Linked DNA regions of Danio rerio: region 1 is linked to region 2. Evidence: chromatin contacts called from public HiChIP or PLAC-seq data. All regions are on one chromosome and are shown on one strand. The core of a region is the stretch at or near the end of the contact, and the rest is flanking DNA. Distances in the headings are between cores, read along the strand shown. Region 1 holds the start of sox4a (SRY-box transcription factor 4a). Region 2 holds the start of LOC141379114.

Region 1 (2,783 bases), core at 56-2,555, 140 kb after region 2:
CTGGGGTCCGCCAGCTCGTCCTCGAACTCCTCATCCGAGGAGGATGACTGCGAGGAGTACGAGTGCGAGGCGGAGGGCGTCGGAGACGGCGCGCGGGTGTACTTGAAGCGCGCGGCAGGCTCCGCGTCTTCCTTTCCGCTCGCGAGCCCGTCCTCGTACAAGCTCAGCGGGTCGCTGGATTCCGCCGAGCTGCTCAGGGTGGGACTGGCCGGCACCGCGACAGAGGGCGGGCTGCTGTCTGTGCTGCATCCCCCGTACACATGCCCGCGCTTTGCTGGTTTCTCTGGGATTTGTTTGGCGGCGGACACGGACCTGGATTTGTAGAGTGCGTGGTGGTCTGCAGGGACGGAGTGTGAGGTCAGCTCGAGCGTTGTGGACTTTCTGTGCGTCCTGCTGAGAGTTTTCGAGCTCTTTTTGGATGCAGACTTGGCGCCGGGGCTAGCGCTCACGCGCTCCGCCTTCTCTCCAGTCTTTCCGCTGGATGACTTCACCTTCTTCCGAGGTCGATATTTGTAGTCTGGATAGTCTGCCATGTGCTTGAGCCGCAGGCGCTCGGCCTCGCGGATGAAGGGGATCTTGTCGCTGTCTTTTAAAAGTTTCCAGCGCTTGCCGAGTCTCTTGGAGATCTCCGCGTTGTGCATGTCCGGCGACTGCTCCATAATCTTGCGCCTCTCAATCTGCGACCAGACCATGAATGCGTTCATTGGCCTCTTGATGTGTCCCGATGGGGTTTTGCACCAGGCAATGTCCATTTTATCACCGGCTGAATTTGGAGAGCCTGGAGTCGGAGAGGCGTCCATGTCTAAGTCCATCTCCCCAGAATCAATGGAGTCGCCGGGGAGCACGTCGCTACTGCTGCTGCTGCTGGTGTGCGTCTGCTCCACCATAGCCAGGTCTGTGCCCATGCACTACAACAGTCTCAACTTTTAATTGCGCACAAAAATCCTACACGTGCTGCAGCGCTAGACGCGTTGAAAGCGCTAAGAGTCTTTCTTCTTCACTCTTGTATAAAATATGCTTTGGTCAATGTGGAAACAAAGTTGCTGCTTCTGCTGTCTTTTGGTTCAGCGCGCCATCCGCAAAGCGCATATCCCAGTCAGGAGCTCTGTCAATCCTGGCAATCTCGTCAAAATCAACAGTCTGTCGTTCAACTGCCGGTTCGACTGAAAACGAACCCAGAGTGCGCTCTGGACGCAAAGTATCTGAAGCCGTTTAATGGAAACGGACAAGTGTCTTCAGCATAGTTTGTCGTATGACCATGCGGTAGGTTTAGACGACTGCACTTTTTCATGCTCTGAGCTTCCGATCACCCTTCACAACTTTCAATACTTCTGCTAAACCGCCTCACAAGGATTTATTCTCTTCCGAAGGTATAAAGGAAAGAGAATCCAGCCAATCAGCTGCTGTCACTAGCCTATCCTCAGCCAAAGCCGCGCCCCGTCGCTTTCCATTGGCTGAATATAGTATCTAATAATAATCGGCGCGTGCAATGAGAAGCTTTCTGTCTGACCTCATTCCATCTACACTGCAAACTTAGTTTTAAAGGCACATTATGCGGCCCCCCTTTCCTAGATCGCACGCTGAATTTGGCAAGGGTGTCTAAGTTCGGATAAGCAATTCTGATGTTTGATTGTGAGTGATTAAAACAGTGTTATTAAACTCGGCTTTTCACAATCAAGTGTTTACTTAGTCTCACTGCTGATGTAACAAAAATCACAGAGAGGCTTAAAATACTAGGCATTTACAATATTACGTTGCAAAATTAATAAATTGTAGTTTTTAAAACACACAATGTCTTACAAAGTAATATTCACAAAGCCGCGCGTTTTATTTATTTACACACAGAGACAGACAGTGCGCGCACATGCCACGCGCTTCTTCATTCAAAGGCAGCATGTTCTTGTTTATGTTAGTGTCACGCGCACTGGTTGCAAATAATACAAAATAATACATAGGTTTCCAGCAGTGTACGTTTCTTAAACAGCCGATTTAGAGTAGCACATCCTTCCAAACTGTGTATTTCTAGCTCCTAGAATGAAGCTGATTTCTGAATGCTCTCACACAGCAGACAGTCAAATGAAAGAGATGAGGAAACAGCATTTGGCATCATGACTGTTCAAAACGGCTCTCGTTTATGCCTCTAGATGGCGCAGTAGAGCCAAAGTCGAGCTCAAAGCATCAGTTGTTGTTCCACACTGAAAGTGTCTGCCTCGAATAACTGTTTAACTTGATAAAAACAGATCTGAATATGCATTACGTAATCAAGTCATCTATCATGAATAGAAAATAACAACAAAAGCAGTCCATTCTCACATTATTGTGAGATAAAGCCATGCATCTTCACTATCTCCTCTAAGCAGACAGTCATTTCCTAAACCTTCAGTCAATATAACTGAAATCAATAGTTTAATGACCTCATAGCTGAACTATTCAGAGTTTTAAAGAATTGTTAACCATTTACCACACTAAAAGTGCACCGAGTGCGTGACATTTGCTGAGGCGATTATGTGGCCGTATGATTTTGAATACAGTAATCAAACACCTTTGACTGTTTAAACAGGTGTGCTGGGAGAGAATGCACATGAGCTTACCTTATCGTGTCTCATCACAGGGACAGATGGCCAGCCTGCTACACTTACGATTATTTACTTTAGCAGTTACACCTCAGGAACACACCAGGCCACACGACCATTATTTTCTCCAGGTGAGTCAAAGGTTGGAGCTGTTGCCTGTTCTTGCCACATCTGTAAAATTAGGTGTCTGTCTCACAATGTTAACATTTG
Region 2 (3,028 bases), core at 281-2,780:
ACAGTGGTACTTTAGAATTGATTGGGATAAACTGATTGTTAAATGTATTTATTTAAAACATTTTTTTAAATGTAGAATTTATTTTAATATATAACTTATTTAAATAAATGTAATTTAATTAATTTGCAAAGAAATACACCTTACGTGGAATAAACAAACCATACTCACAATCCATGTTTCTCTACAAGGTCACTGACAGCAACTTTAACAAGAATCTTTCTTGAGGAAATCGACAGCGTCTTAGTCTCTTCATGTTCTCTCAGGATTGTAGGGGCTTTTTCTTCAAGCAGCGTCAGCAAACTAGTTGTGGTGCCAGTCTGAATTGAATCTGTTAAAGGACACTAGAAATGCCAAAAACATTTTATTTATTGAAATGTTCACTTTTATCTATAGTAATATAAAGGGAGAAAGATATTAATGTTTTACCTGTAATAAGTGCACACTTCTTTCTAATGAGTCCGGGGTGTTGCTTGCAATATAACGTTAATACATTTGAAATTTGTCAAGCTCCTGTACTCCTGCATTTACATCAGTGTCAATGAACTCTTGAAAATCTGTGTCAAATTTCAATATTCGATCAAGAGATAGTTGTTGAGACAGTTCAGGTTTGACTGAGGCTATCAGATCTCCAACACTGCCAACTGTGAATAGTTTTCTCCATATTTCCTTTTCGTCTATGAAGACAGTTGCAAGAACTCGGTGTAAAACTGTTAAAGTGACTGTAATTTGCTCCTCGACTTCCATCATCTAAGTAAAAGAGAGAGAAATCCATGTATATACAAGCACAATGAGAAAACAAACACATGTAACAATGAGTATGACAATAAAAAGCAGATTTTAAATAGTATATGACTAGTCGGTTAGCACAAAATGGCGCGCAATGTTGATTACAATAAAGATCTTCATATTTTAACGTTAGATATTGTTTATGAATTTGCTCACACAGCGGCGCCATTTGGTGTCTGTACAAAGCGCCAAACTAATGATATGGAAAGGCATTCTTGTTCAAATTCCTGCCGCAAAGCGGCATCTTATGTTTTATATCAAATAACATTATGATTAAAACGTTAATGTATAAATTGTGTCCGGTATCGTTAATTTACCTCCAGTGTCAGTGATGCGGAGGCTTTAAAGTGACGCGAAGCCGGAGATTTTAAAGTGACGGCAACTCTCATACCAAAATGCAATACATATTTAGGGTCAGTCTTTCACCTTAAATATGTAACTTATTATTAACAATTCTGCCGAGTGCCATAGCAGCTTTGCAATAGACGCGCCAGATGCGTTAGCTTAGGCGGCTAAAGTTAATGGTACATGACCGAGTTGCCAAGTCACCCGTGTATTTGGAGTATGAAACATGGAGACATAATAAAAGTAACAAAAATAACTTCCTGGACAACTAACACAAAACATTCTCACGCAGAGTGGAAGAAATATTTACTATCGTAGCCGAATTTTAATTAATTTCACTCACCTGAGGCAGAGAGGTGCATTATCCGACAGAGCTCCCGGAGAGCGACGGTTGAAAAAGAACGTCACTGCGCATGCGCGTGCACAAATACACAGCATAAATCCCGAAATACAGAATTTTCAGCCACATTTTCACAAATGCTTATTTTATATTACCATTATGATAAATAAACTACATAAACACATAACACAGTGCCATTTGACTCCAGACAAAAATGCATTTTATTCCAACATACTGTTTAAATGTGTTTAACACAGTCATTGTGTAAACACTTAAGCACAATATTAACACACAATGTGTCTGCAGTAACACAAAATGTGTTACGAACTGTTTAACACATATTTTGTGTAAATTTTTAACACATCATTTTTAAGAGTGTACTATAAAATTAAATTAAATTAAATTAATTAATGAAATAAAATAAAAATGTAACTAAATAATAAAATCAAATAATGAAATAAAATAAAATAGTTTATTAAAATAATGAATTAAAAGAAAATTTAAAAAAATTAAAAAGACATTAATAAAATAATAAAATTAAATAAATAAATAAATAAACTAACAAATAAAATAATACATTTAAATAATAAATGTAAATAGAATAGAATAAAATAAAATATAAAATAAAATCAAATATCAAATAAAATAAATAAATAAATAAATAAATAAATAAATAAATAAATAAATAAATAAAAATGTAAATAAAATAAAATAAAACAAATAAGGGGAAATCTTGAGTTAATATTTGTATTTATTTATTTAGGTAGTTAGTTTATTAATTCATTTATTTTATTTATTTATTAACAATAATCTAGATCTCAGACTGAAAAATAGAAGGAAATTTAATATAAGAAAAATTGTTGAAGAAAAGCCAGGAGAACTGGATCAGAAAAGGACCTCATGCCAGCACTGTTTGCGCAGATGAAAAATTTTCATGATTCATTTGAATTTAGTTTCTTGCCCTTGGGTTTAAAAAATTACTAGCACAAGCATGTATGCATATTACACTCAAATGCAAATAAGACTTAACTGGAAGAATAAATATTTATAAGTACAAGTGTAAAAACAGAACAGTGTAAAATGTCTAACATTTACAGCTGTCCGAATGGTTCATTTTCAACTGCTAAACCATCAAGCTTTTATTTTGGAGGAAAGCCACGGGAAGCCATTAAAATATATAGTATGTTGACAACAGCTGGTTATAAGCACTTCACATTACAAGTTTGGCAAAATGGTATGTGCATTTTACTTTCCCAAATGCACATTAAATCTGATTTACTGTACAACAGGCTATAGACAATCAATCCCTGCAGGATCGTAGATTTTTTTTTTTTTAGTTTTGCAGTCTAAAATGACTGACTTTGAATAATTGAAAGAAAAAACAATGAAACTAATATGATATACAAGACAAATCATGTAAAATTATTTATCTTTTTTACCTCAAAAATAACTGAGCCCTGCAATTCATATAATTTCATGTACAGATATGTACATTCTGTACCCTAAGTAATCAAAACATTGGTGTAAAATCTATTCAACATGATCTAAAATTAATAA

The links. HiChIP or PLAC-seq counts read pairs in DNA pulled down with a chosen protein or histone mark.
Region 1: a contact with region 2 is called in an H3K4me3 HiChIP or PLAC-seq map of embryo, with 2.1 times the contacts expected there. The contact joins the promoter of sox4a here to the promoter of LOC141379114 in region 2.

The regions. Positions count from the first base shown.
Region 1 is chr19:31,210,043-31,212,825 of GRCz12tu, forward strand. It overlaps sox4a (SRY-box transcription factor 4a), which reads right to left and starts at 1,306. Exons shown (of 1, transcript NM_213122.2): 1 at 1-1,306. The coding sequence starts at 905.
Region 2 is chr19:31,066,749-31,069,776 of GRCz12tu, forward strand. LOC141379114 reads right to left here and starts at 1,531. Exons shown (of 8, transcript XM_073931783.1): 1 at 1,475-1,531; 2 at 427-747; 3 at 169-341.